3 separate regions of the Mus musculus genome follow, and all the other regions are linked to region 3. Evidence: chromatin contacts called from public promoter capture Hi-C data. All regions are on one chromosome and are shown on one strand. The core of a region is the stretch at or near the end of the contact, and the rest is flanking DNA. Distances in the headings are between cores, read along the strand shown.

What was found. Promoter capture Hi-C pulls out the DNA fragments that hold promoters and counts their contacts.
Region 1: a promoter capture Hi-C map of second pharyngeal arch cranial neural crest shows a contact between it and region 3. The contact joins the promoter of Zdbf2 here to the promoter of Pax3 in region 3. A contact is called at or near these places in 4 of 39 promoter capture datasets (cranial neural crest, hippocampal neurons, maxillary cranial neural crest and 1 more), 3 of 484 Hi-C or Micro-C datasets (cerebellum, cerebral cortex and epiblasts) and 1 of 115 datasets of contacts at active chromatin or transcription factors (astrocytes).
Region 2: a promoter capture Hi-C map of second pharyngeal arch cranial neural crest shows a contact between it and region 3. The contact joins the promoter of Gbx2 here to the promoter of Pax3 in region 3. A contact is called at or near these places in 2 of 39 promoter capture datasets (cranial neural crest and second pharyngeal arch cranial neural crest).

Annotation. Positions count from the first base shown.
Region 1 is chr1:63,271,087-63,274,960 of GRCm38.p6, forward strand. It overlaps Zdbf2 (zinc finger, DBF-type containing 2), which reads left to right and starts at 2,183. Exons shown (of 7, transcript NM_028673.1): 1 at 2,183-2,386. Gm11608 (a long non-coding RNA gene) reads right to left here and starts at 2,170. Exons shown (of 3, transcript XR_865482.2): 1 at 2,118-2,170.
Region 2 is chr1:89,929,478-89,933,391 of GRCm38.p6, forward strand. It overlaps Gbx2 (gastrulation brain homeobox 2), which reads right to left and starts at 1,699. Exons shown (of 2, transcript NM_010262.3): 1 at 756-1,699. The coding sequence starts at 1,278. It overlaps LOC102637806, which reads left to right and starts at 2,598. Exons shown (of 4, transcript XM_030244408.1): 1 at 2,598-2,671; 2 at 3,132-3,209; 3 at 3,692-3,758. The coding sequence starts at 2,628.
Region 3 is chr1:78,195,607-78,199,482 of GRCm38.p6, forward strand. Pax3 (paired box 3) reads right to left here and starts at 1,530. Exons shown (of 8, transcript NM_008781.4): 1 at 1,059-1,530. The coding sequence starts at 1,143. RefSeq lists a promoter at 1,094-3,084, an enhancer at 2,249-2,859 and cis regulatory regions at 2,249-2,481, 2,637-2,859.

The sequences.
Region 1 (3,874 bases), core at 933-3,432, about 15 Mb before region 3:
AGGAGCTCCGTGCCTGGCATACCTACACATGCATACTGACTCTCCGTATAATATTTAAATTATAGATATAAGTTAAAATGTTTTAAACTGCTAGTAATGCACAAGATCTTAGTCATTCAAGCAGCTAGCCCAACCTCTCCCTCGAATTTTGGCGCTGGCACCTTCTTGATCTAAGTAGGAGTCAGTGACTTCAGGTGATCTCCAAGCCATCTTGTCTCTCTTCAGTGTTTCTGATTAAAGTTGAAAAGGGATTATAAGTGGGCTGCTTGACTCAGTTAAAAAAAAAAGAAAAAGAAAAAAGAGATATTCAAGGTGGACTTTTTCCTTTTTGTTTTAGTACTGGATTAGCTTTATAGTGTGTGTGTGTGTGTGTGTGTGTGTGTGTGTGTGTGTGTTGAGTTAAAGTCTTGCTGGGTAGCTCAGGCTGGCCTCACATGTGAGATCCCCATGCCTTCTGGGTGCTGGGGATTGCAGGAACATGGCACCTTGCCCAGTGGGGCTTGTCGTTTCACTGTTCAGCCACAGGTCCCCCAAAGCACTGAGAACTAATGTTCTTGCTGAGCAACTGGGTACTGGCATCAAGGCAATAGATTTTAGCCCATCTTGTCACCCTCATCTCGGAAGTGCTGGGGAAACTGATTTTGGTTTTAGAAAAATCCTCCTTTCAAAAAAAAAAAAAAAGTCATCCCTTTCCCCAGGAAATCTTTTCCACATTTATTGTGTGTGTGTGTGTTCCTGTGCGCTTGAGCTGTCTTGAGCTAGAAGCTTGCAAGTTGTTTTCAAGTTTGAATGGCGAGATGTCTAATACTTCCCTTCCTTGTAGGGTTGCGGGTTTCATTAAACAATGCATTTTTACTCGTTTGAAGCAAGAACAGTTTTAAACAGCTGCACACATCTTTTGTATGTGGTAGCAATACTGCCATCTGGCCAACAAAATCAAGAGGCCCCAAGTTTTTAAGATGCATTCTGATTTTGGAGATGTTGAAGTGGGAAGATTAAAAAAAAAATGTGTGCTTTAGCTGAAATACAGTTATGTCAGGAGAAAAGGGTTAATTCGTGACTGGGTTTCGTCGATAATTCCAAGGCTGACAAGTGTAAAACATTTCTCTTAAAGACGTTTGTATTTTTGGTGTTTTACAAGAAATCTAGAGACTGGGAATATATACATCAGGGTTTGGCTGGAATGTGTTGTGTGTTGAGTGGCTGGGATGAGTCTCCAGAAAGGCCGTGCCAACAGCACCACGAATACTTTTACATAAAGCATGGCTCCCTAGCCTTGAGCGGTACTTGTACTTTAAGCACTTAGGAGGGCAAAGCAAGAGAATTAAGAGTTTGAGACCAACCTGAGCTACTTAGTGAACACCCTGTCTGCAAAAGAAAAGGATGTGTGTGTGTGAAGGAAATATAGCTTTCAGAGGCTGTTCTTATTTTAGGTAACGATTATTTTCTTCATCACAGACTCTTAGTACATATTCAGTAGTAACTGATTTAGCTTTGTGTCTCCCCATAGCACTTGGTTTTTGCTCACTACTGCTTTTGTAGAAGATAGGGCAGTGAATGTACTTGAGGGCAAACAGATATTTGTTAATTTTCGTAACCCTTTCTTGTGCTTATTAGAAGTCTGAATACCTTGTCTCTTTAAAGGAACCCGGGTCTCCCCTTTTGTTAAAGGGGGCTCATTGGACTCATTTTACAGTTACCCTTCAGCAGTGAAACGCAGAACGCGATAGCAACCTTAAAACAGTGTCTAGCCCTGAGTAAACGGGTCTTTGAAAAGCAGCTTTTGGTTGAGGCACCTCACTGCAGACTCTGGGCAACCAAGCTCTTCATTAACCCCTTGAACGCCATTCTCCTTGCCCGAATTCACATGTTGCTTCGCGAGCCATTTTTCATCTGGTCACTTGGGACTTAACTTCTCCAAAAGCTGAAGCTTGGCTCTGGGTCCCGGTCCCAAGCCCCAAACCCCAAGCTCTGATTCGGGCGGGGGGCGCGTGGGGCGGCGCCTGCAGGAAGTGTGCGCTTTAAGAGCGGGAGGAAGGGGCTCGCAGCGGCGGGGGCTGGCGCGGGGGCCGGGGGCGGCGCCGGGCCGTGCGTCAGAAGGGGCCCAGTGTTCGCACCTTCGCTGACGTCAGAGCTGCAGTGGGGCTGCGGTGCCTTGGCCAGCCCGTGCCAGCCCGAGCCCAGTCGCGACTCGGAGCCCGCGTCGAGCGACACGCGCTCCGCTCCGCTCCGCTCCTCCGTTCCGGGCGGGCGTGGCCCGGGGCCCGGCGGCTTCGGGACGTTTCGGGGGTCCTCGCGGCGCGGCGGAACCCAAGCGGCGGGCAGCGCGCCCAGGCCGGCCGCGGCCCGCAGCGGCCCGGAAGGAGAGCAGGAGGCATCCACGGAGGTGAGTGCCGTGGCGGGGCGGGCCGTGGCGGTGTGCGGGCCGGGAAACCCGCTTCCTGCCCGGGGGCGGCGTGGACGGCTCGTCCGGACTCCCGCGCTCGCCGCGACGGACTCGGGCGGCCTCACGGCGCGCAGCCCCGGGGCGGCTGCGGGGCACGGCGGAGGGAGGAGGTGAGCCCTGGTGGCGGCAGGGACGCGGGAGAGGCCAGGGCGGGCAGCGGGCGGCGGGCGGCGGGCGGACCGGGCCGCGCGAGGCATTCGGCGCCACCTGTCCACACACCCCCTTCGCCGCGTTGCCTGCGCGCTCGGTCCCCGGCCTTCCCCGCCGCGGAGTTTTGCTGGGGACCGTCGATGCTGGGTCGTGTGAGTGTGTGCGTGTTACCGATCGCTTTGCTGCCGTCGTGCAACAGTTGTGTAGAGCTGGTCAGAGACGCCATCGTCGTCTTTACTTGCTCCCAAGAAGGCCCTTTCCAGGTTCTACGGTTTTCTGACGACAGTTATGGGTAGCTCGGGAAAGAAAAAGAAAAGATGCAGGTCGCAAGGCACTAAAAACGGTTTTCGTCCCCAAATGATACTGTTTTTTTTAAATACGTGTATTTGTTTTTGCTGCAGTTATATGCTTCGAGGGGCGGCGAGGGGCATGGAGAAAGCCCGTAGCAAATCTCATCCACTAGAGAGAGTCCATTAACAATTTCAGATTATCAGCCCCTTCTTTTTGAGAATGTATACGTTCATGTACTTGCTTCATGTGCGTGTTTTACATAAGTGTGGGTGTTTATTTTTCGTTCTTTTCACTTAATACATCGAGGACTTTTTCTGTATGGTCTGAAACCAAAGCGTTACATGCTAGCTAGAAACTCGTTGAAAATTTGATTACGTATCACTGCAGTAGCCAGCCCATTGGCTGGAAGAAAGCTGAAATCAGGGTAGCAACCGGTTTCTATAACATATTGTTTACTCTTCCTAATAATTTGGGGCACTGTTTTTCATACCTGTTGGTCAATTGAGAGACTGATGTAGTTATTCATGACTAACATTAAAAAATGAATTAAGATAACAAAAAATGCCAGAATGTATACAGCTAGGGTATTGTTTTGTGAAACCTTTAAAAACTGCGTGTGCGTGTGTGTGCATGTGTGTGTGTACGCGCGCACTCTCGAGCATTGGGTTGTAATATAAAAATGTTATTGCTTCCTATGGTCTCATGCTAAATAACCTTAAAGTCACCAAAGTACTTTCAACACTCAAAAGGTATAAATGATGGAATTAAACTAAATGTTAATTTTATCCTTTTTTGTTTTCAGAGTAGTGATAATTGTATAGTGTACCAAATTTGGTTGCTAATTATTTGCTTTCACCTAATATTAAAACATTTTTTTTCTAAAAATTATTCTATTAAATTCTATTTTTCTATTAAAAAATGTCTAGATGTTAAGGAACTGAAGCACCATTTGCTCAGTTTCACCAGCCACCCTGTTTTTGGTGTGAG
Region 2 (3,914 bases), core at 449-2,948, about 12 Mb after region 3:
GGGGTCCAGGACTGTTTGAAGACCAAGGGGGAGTTCATGATCCTCCCCACCACCATCTGAACAACTAAAATTAAGTGAGCCTCAATTTCACAGCAGATGTGAGTGGTGTAGGGCCGATGCCAGCCCGCAGCTTTCTTGAGACATATCATTTGTGTCTCCTTAGGAGAAGTTTTCCACCCTAGAGTTCCTAGTGCGTGCATGTACACACACACACACACACACACACACACACAGAGAGAGAGAGAGAGAGAGAGAGAGAGAGAGAGAGAGAGAGAGAGAGAGAGAGTCTCGCAGGAATCTGATTCTCTTGGATGAACAGAGAACCCAGTGAAGATATTTGAGTCTGGACTCTATTGGGTACATATGCAACTGAAAAAAGAAAAAAACCAGCCCAATAAGGCCTCTCTTTAAGGTTGCAACACACCAAGGACCCTCAATAATCACAGCGTGTGTGTGTGTGTGTGTGTGTGTGTGTGTGTGTGTGTGTGTGTGCCAAACACGCCACCAGATGTGTGGCCTGGAGTAGCTAGCAGGAGAGCTCTAAACGCCTCCTTTCCCCAGGATCCTGCTTGTTGCTTGGCGTTAAATGCCCCATTGGAAAGCTCCGGTGGGCATCACCGCAACTCCTCCAGCTATTCCCGCAGAGGTCGGGCGGGGGCGCGGCCTCGTCCCCCGGGTCTCGGCGGGAACCCGGAGCTGGCCCGCCCCCACTCCCTCCCGTCCCCGCGTTCCGGCTGCGCGCGCCGCCGACTCACCGAGCGACGCCTGCACCGCTTCGGCCGCAGAGAAAGCGAGCAGCGAGCCCTCCTTGGCCAAGAAGGCTTTGCCGTCTTCCGCATCCGCTTGGAGCGCCTCGGCTTTGTCGAAGTTGCCGCCTCCGGGCAGTGGCTGTGGAGCGAACTTGCGGGCAGCCGCCGCCTCTTGGTGCTGGGGCGACGCAGAGAAGCCGCCGGGCAGAGTGGCCATGAGCGTGGAGGTGAGCGCCATGCCCTGCGCCAGGCTGGAGCAGAAGCCGGTGGGCAGGCTGGGGATCTGGTGGTGAGGGTGCGCGGGCGGCAGAGCGGGCTGCAGCGCTGCCTGGGGCAGCGCGGGAGGCGGTGGCGGCGGTGGCGGCAGCACCACCGGCCGGTAGGGCATGAACATGGGGTAGCCGGTGTAGACGAAATGGCCGGGACTGGGCTGCGGCGGGCTGCCGATCAGCGAGTCTATGCTGAAGGCGGTACTACTCCCCAGCGGGCGCTGCATCATCATCAGCGACGGCGGGAACGCTGCGCTCATAGACGCGTTCGGGAGAAGCCAGGGAGAGACGAAAAGTCCCCGTGTCCCGCCGCCGCCTGGAAGCCCTCCGGACGCTGGGAGTACCACCGGGAACTCCGGGCAGGGGCTGAGCGGTGCCCAGAGCGCAGACGCCGCCGCCGCCCCTCAGTGCAGGACCCGCAGCATACCCGGCCTGCACGGGTGCAGCCACCGAGCGCGATGAGGCCGTGCGCCCGGGATGGAGAGGGCGCCGGGGACCTCGCGTTCGCCGGAACCGCTCCCGGCTGCTAGCCCGTCGGAACGCGCGCGCTTCGCGTCTGCAGGTCTCGGCCCAGCTACCAGCAGTGCGTGCGTCCGTCCGTCTGTCCGTCCTGCAGTCCGTCGTCTCCCACGGGCGGCTGGGGAGCGCGCGAAGCCGGCGCACTTGTCTCTGGCGGGCGCCGCCAGCACCTTTAAATCGCGCTCCTCTTTCTCATTCACATTTTGCCAGCTGCCCAGCGGAGCTCGTGTCACGTGGGACCGAGCACCAACTCCTATTTGCTATTCAGGGGAAGGCGGGGCGAAATTAGGGCTCCGCCCCCTTCACCCAGGCGGGCCGCAAATGGGCTACCGGCGCCACGGTTGGAGCGTGCTGGCCTGGGAGCTGGAGCCTTTGCACCGCGCGGAGCAAACTTAAGAGGGACCCTTGCTACCTACCCGACTCAGACCCTAGAGTCCCTGGCATCCCTGTGGAGGCCTCATGAGAGGCGGCTTGGAACTGGCACCCGCCACCGATGGGCCGGGAGTGTTTTACTACAGCAGAACCCTGTGTGATGCTCACCTTAACCAGGGGCGCTCTGGTTGTGCCAAGGGTCCGGGCAAGGTCTCCGGATAGCGTTTAAGGTCTTGCCTCTGCAGGTCTGCTCCCAGAGGTGCGCCTGGGCCTGTCAGCCCTTGCTCACACGACACGGAAGCTGAATGGTTGCTTGCGGCCCGCTGGTGGCAGCGGGGCGGCCGGCGGTGGTCTCCCTCATTCCTGGTTGGGCCCTCCGTGAGCGATCCCTGCTCATTTTTCATGACATTCTTAATCATCGCACCTATTTACCCACTTTGCCAGCGTACACCAAAATAACAGCCACGATAATTATGATAATAAAGCGAGTCTTTTATCTGCTCCATCTTCAGGGAGGAATGGGGGGGGGGGTTGCGACGCCTCTGGATTGTATAACGTGAGATTATCCTGATGAAAGCTTTATGATGTTTGCTCAAATAAAAGCTGCGTTTTGTAAATAGGCACTAATTAAGCACGTTGGCAACGGAGGGAGCTCTCACCCTGGCTCTGCGCAGCGCGAGGACTCCTGGGCACGCGGTTCCCCTTTGCGGACTGCTGGATGGAGCTGAGTCCCTCAAGATATTTCCCCTGTTCTCGACAATGGTAAAAAGCCGGGAATTTGGGGGTTAGGAGATTGGAGGGATTGCGGCGAAAGGAAAGTAGGCATTTCTGGTCATCTTTTCTTATGTTGAAACAAACTTTCAAATCTTGTGTTCCTTTTAAAATGGGATCCTTTCGTGGCGAAGGCAGATCCTGCCAAGCGCGTTGGGCTTCCTCGGGTCCCCCTGCCTGTTCTTCAGATTCCTTGGTCTAGACGTCCTTTCGGAACTGCTGACAGCACCAGGCCAAGGAGCAAAGGAGGGCATTGTTATATAGGTCATTAAAAAATCAGTTCACCCGGAAGAGCTCTGGCTGGGGAGTTGGCTCATGTTGGACGTGTGTTATGTATCACAAGCACATTTAATTGGGAGATAAAGATAAATCGATCTTTATGAATTTATCGACCCGATTCTTTGAAGCTCTTCTTTCTCGGTCTTCCTCTTTCTCCCGCTCTAACCCCAAGGTCCCCCGGGGACGTCTCAATCCTAGAGATCTTCTCGGGCCAAGAATCTTGCCAGAGAGCAACTGCCCACCCAGAGAGGTAAGAGGGGACGATGAGTCCTTTGCATCTCTTGGCCAGAAGAAAACTCGCTGGCCCGGCTGCCAGCCGTCCTCCTCCCCCACCAGTGTCCCCTCCCCTCCCCTCCATCACCCGGACAAAGACATCTCAAACGCCTTTCCCCTCTCCGGGCCGCAGTAATAGATGGTTTCGGCAGCAGGCGGTTTGAAAGGAATTCATTAGGGCGCTGCCTGTGTTGCATCCCTTCACTTCACGCCCAGAACTCGAGATGGCTTAGGCAGTGTGAGGGGAAATTAATTCTCTTTGGGATACACGGGAAGGAGGTGTCTGTGGGATACCCAAGCTCTAGTCCCTGTTTGCCCACAAAAGAAGTTAATCGAAGCCCAAGGCAAAAGGCTGGTTTCTTCATGAGCATAATAAATACTCCCTCTTATTATGAGATACCTACAGTGACAGTCTTCAATGCCACTACCTTGTTGTTATCCCCTCTCCTCAACTTCTAGAATAACCGCTTCCTTGATTTACGCAACCGCAGCCAGGGACCTTCGTGCTTGCCTGCAAGAGGACTGGGTGAGCAGTTACTCATTCACCTGACTCTCCTGCCTTCCATTTTGCACTTTCACTGTAAAAAAAAAAAAAATTATTGTAGAGACTTCTGTCGCCTGGCCACAGGGAGAGACAAGGATCCCTTTGGCTATTTTAGTAATTCCATACTTAAAGTTCAGC
Region 3 (3,876 bases), core at 280-2,779:
ACCACCAAGCTCTGGGCTCCCAGTCCCGGACCCTTAAGGTTCTATTTATTCAAATAATTACCCGATGCAAGGTCATATAATCTTTTGGAAATTGAGCGATCGGAATGAGGTAACTGGCTGTAGAGAAACTGTATTTTCTCTTTTATTTGGGGGAGGGGGGCTGTGCTGCAAGTTGGAGGGAGACCTAGGACTGATGTCTAAAATGTCTTGCGATAACTGCCTCAAAGTCCTGAGAAGGCAGAGGTCCCGATAAGGGTATAGTAGGCAAGGGTTGGGGAGGCTCCCGAAAGGAGACACAGGTGACAGCAGGTATCACCTGTTACACTTAAAAAATAAAAATGGCAGCGAGCCTAGCTGTGGACACCACTGCCGAAATGACCGCCCTTGCACGTCACGTTTTACTCTGGATCGAGGTCGAAGGGCTCCTCCAGAACCCCAGTCTCCTGCTTTTACTTCCCAAATTATTTGGTCGGGTTCGGGTTTGCAGTAATTTCTACCTCCCCGAAATTTCCCAGCACCTTTAAGCAAACCGAAAGGCATTGCCAACCATTTTAGAAACTTCGAGATGCCACTTGAGTTGAGTGGAATTTGCTAATCAATGCTAAAACTTTTCAACTAGGAAGGGCCACCAGAATTTTTCACAGCAGGAAAATTCTTGCCGAACTAATAGTAGTTATTCAAAAGTGAACGCAGCCCGCACAATTTCGTAGCAACTTTAGGTGAACAGAAAGAGAACTTGCTTCCGGCGCTGCGAAGCTTGTTCACCTTTCTCACGGCAGCAATTCCGAAACAACAGGGCAAAGTGGAGCCGGCAGGAGCAGGCCAGGCAAGCTCCGAGAGCTTGTAGTGAGCTTAGCACTCCGTTTGCAGCCAGAACGTGAAATGGGGCTTCTCCCGCTCTCCACGAGAACCCCCTCCCCACTTTTGCTTCTTGGGTTGAGAAGTACCACGGGAAGAGGCTCCCGGTAAGGCACGAGTGGAGGCCCTGGAGACCAGGATTGGGGTGCGGCAGCCAATCCCAGGCCCGGGGATCCGGACGAGCTGAGGCCCTAACATACCTTCCAGCGGGAAGCCGCTGCGTGGGTAATTCTGCCCCGGGCCGGGCCGCATCATCCTGGGCACAGCGCCGGCCAGCGTGGTCATCCTGGGGGCAGCTTCGCTCGCAAATTATATCCAGGTGAAGGCGAGACGAAAAAGCGAGCACAGTGCGGCGGGTGACCCTCGGGAACTCTCCGGATCTCGGAGAGCTCCTCCCCCAAAAAAGGCCAGAGAGGGAGGCGGGGCGCGGGGAGGGGGGCGCTAATAGATCCAAGTCCACAGGCTCCAGAGGAGTCCCTTGAGTGCAGGATCCCAAGCCCAGGGCGGACGAGTTTGGTGCGAGTCTAGCAGATCGGCCCCTCAGCTGGGGCTACTGGCAAAGGTGCTCACTGCACCGCGAAGATCGGGTGAGGGAGGGTGGTGACGAGGCAGGAACACGTCCCAAGTCTCCTCCCGTCGTGACACCGAGTGCAGGGATCCGGACTAGGGAGCATTTATTAGTTCTTTCACCCAAAGCTTGATCAGGAGCCCTGAGCTGCGATTGGCCGAGGAGGAGACCGTCCCGGGTGGCAAAGACACGCGCTGATTGGGCGACAGAAGCTACTTTCTCTTCCCATCCCTGACGGTCCCCAGGCCTCCGCCGACCCAGAGGGGGACTAGCTCTGTGTCCCTTTCTCAAGAGAAGGGTGGACAGGTTGAAACTAGGAGAGGCAGCTTGGGTGGCAAGAGCCAGTGAGGATGGAAAAAGGCTCGCGGTGTCCCTGTCCCTCTACATGAGATTCAGCCTTGATCATCTTGGTTTTCTATTACTCTGTCCTAATCTCTTTCCGCCTTTCTCTGGAAACCTTGCTATATCCGCCCCTTATTTCCTCTGTCTGCCCCTGCTTTTCACCTGTGGATTTCGCTTCGGGATTACTAATACGGAGATGGCGGTGGAGCAAATTTGGAAAGGGGCACAGAGAATTCCGGATGTGTTTCCTTTTCCTTTCTCTGGTCTGCCTCTGGGCCTGAGCTCCCTATGTGAGCCTCCCAGAAAGGCATCTCTCAGGAAGAGTCCAAGATGTGCCCAGAAGGTCCTTTTGTCTTTCTTAGGCTGGGAATGAAAGACAGGTGGCATAGCCATGACAGAGACTGAAGAGGTTAGGCCTCCCCTGGGCTCCAAGTTGCAAGCAATGGGGAAGCCAGCTCCTTTTCTTGGTTTAAAAACCCTTCTGAGAAGCGGGGACTTTAAATCTCCACGTACACATTCATCCCCGATGCACTTGCATCTATATGTTGAGGTTTTGCCCGGGTGCAGCGTTTGTTCTCAGGAATTTATTATGGCATTCAGACTAAACTGCTGGAAAAATAAAAGAAGCAACGTCTTGGCTAGGAGCTGAAGTGTCCCCAGCAGGATATGACGCCAGGAGTGTTGTAAAGACTGTCTGTCCTTAGAGAAGGTACCATTGTGCCTAGCCTTTTATTTATAACTTGGTAAGTGCCAGCGAACACTCCTCCCTTACACCCCCCTCCCGTGCCAGCCCCACGTTCTGCGCTGCTCTTTATTCCCTCAAGTCTATTCAGGGACTGTCACTCTGGGGCCGAGAGGTATTCAGGGCCTTAATCAATCAAAAGGATGAGAATCAGGCAGGTTTTTTCCCCTTTGAAATAAAGGAAACAATGACTTCTGGGCTTCAAGTTCCCTTTTCTTTTTATGATATTTGAATTTTTCCTGCCCCTGAATCCTCCAACCCTCTCTCCATGTCCTCCCCCCCCCCATCTCCTTTGACAGTTTTGATGTGAACTCAGGCCCCCAATCCTACTTGCCCACCCCCTAATTAAGGCAAACTCAAGGGGGGGGGGCGTGCGTGTAGTTGTTCAAAGTCCCTGAGCTGGCCCTTTAAGAGTTCACTCCCAGTGGAGAAAGCTGGGTAGCTCTTTGCTCCCCCTGAAGTCAAAAGGGCTTATCGACCCTGGGAGCAGGCGAGACGGGCCTCTGGGGACTCCAGAAAATGTCTGGACACCCCACCCCCACCCACCCACATTTGGGGAGGAGCATTAGAGCTCACAGTGGAGAGAGAGTCCAGAAGCTGTTGGCCCGCAGAGCTGCTTAACCAAGTTTTATATAAAATAATTCAATTTGTCAAGGCGGGAAACTTTCTCACTTCCTTTCCCCCTACCCCTGGTCTGGAGTCCTTCAAAGTTTGGGTACTTGTTTTCGAAAGCACCATACACCCTTGCCATCTGAGGAACCAGACTTTTCCAAGATTTTTGCCCTCTCAAAGTTGAGCAGAGCCGAGTTTAGCACTTTGTCTGGTCAGCTTTAATCAGTGGGAAGACTAGGGACCAGAGGTGTATTTCAAGTGGTTAAATTCAGGCTGCACACTCAGTGAAAAGGGACCCCTCCTGAGGGTTAGAACCCTGTGGGGATGAGTCGCCTCTTTTTTTTTTTGTCCAAGACTTCAGTGGCATGACCCCAGCTCTTCAGAAGGCGGCTCTTACTGGACAAGGGTAACTTGTTTATAATGGGCGGCTGCAGATACCTTTCCGGGTTCAGACACTTCTCTAGGACACTTCCTCCGCAGTACTGCCTGTTGAACAGCTCATGGATGCCAGCTGAGAAGCGCATTCATAGACTACTTGCCACCTGCTACGAAAATGTCTACTCAGAGGCAGCCAGGATGGGTCGTGGGCAAGAACCGTGACGGAGTTTTCCTTCTCCCCTTACCTAGCACTCTCCAGTTCCACCAAAGGATAAAAGCCAACTCACCTCCACACACAAGATCCCAGGGGTTCTGAGGGCACTGAGAGGACCCAGCCACAACGGCTGAGCCATTTCTAAAATTTCATGGCGACAGC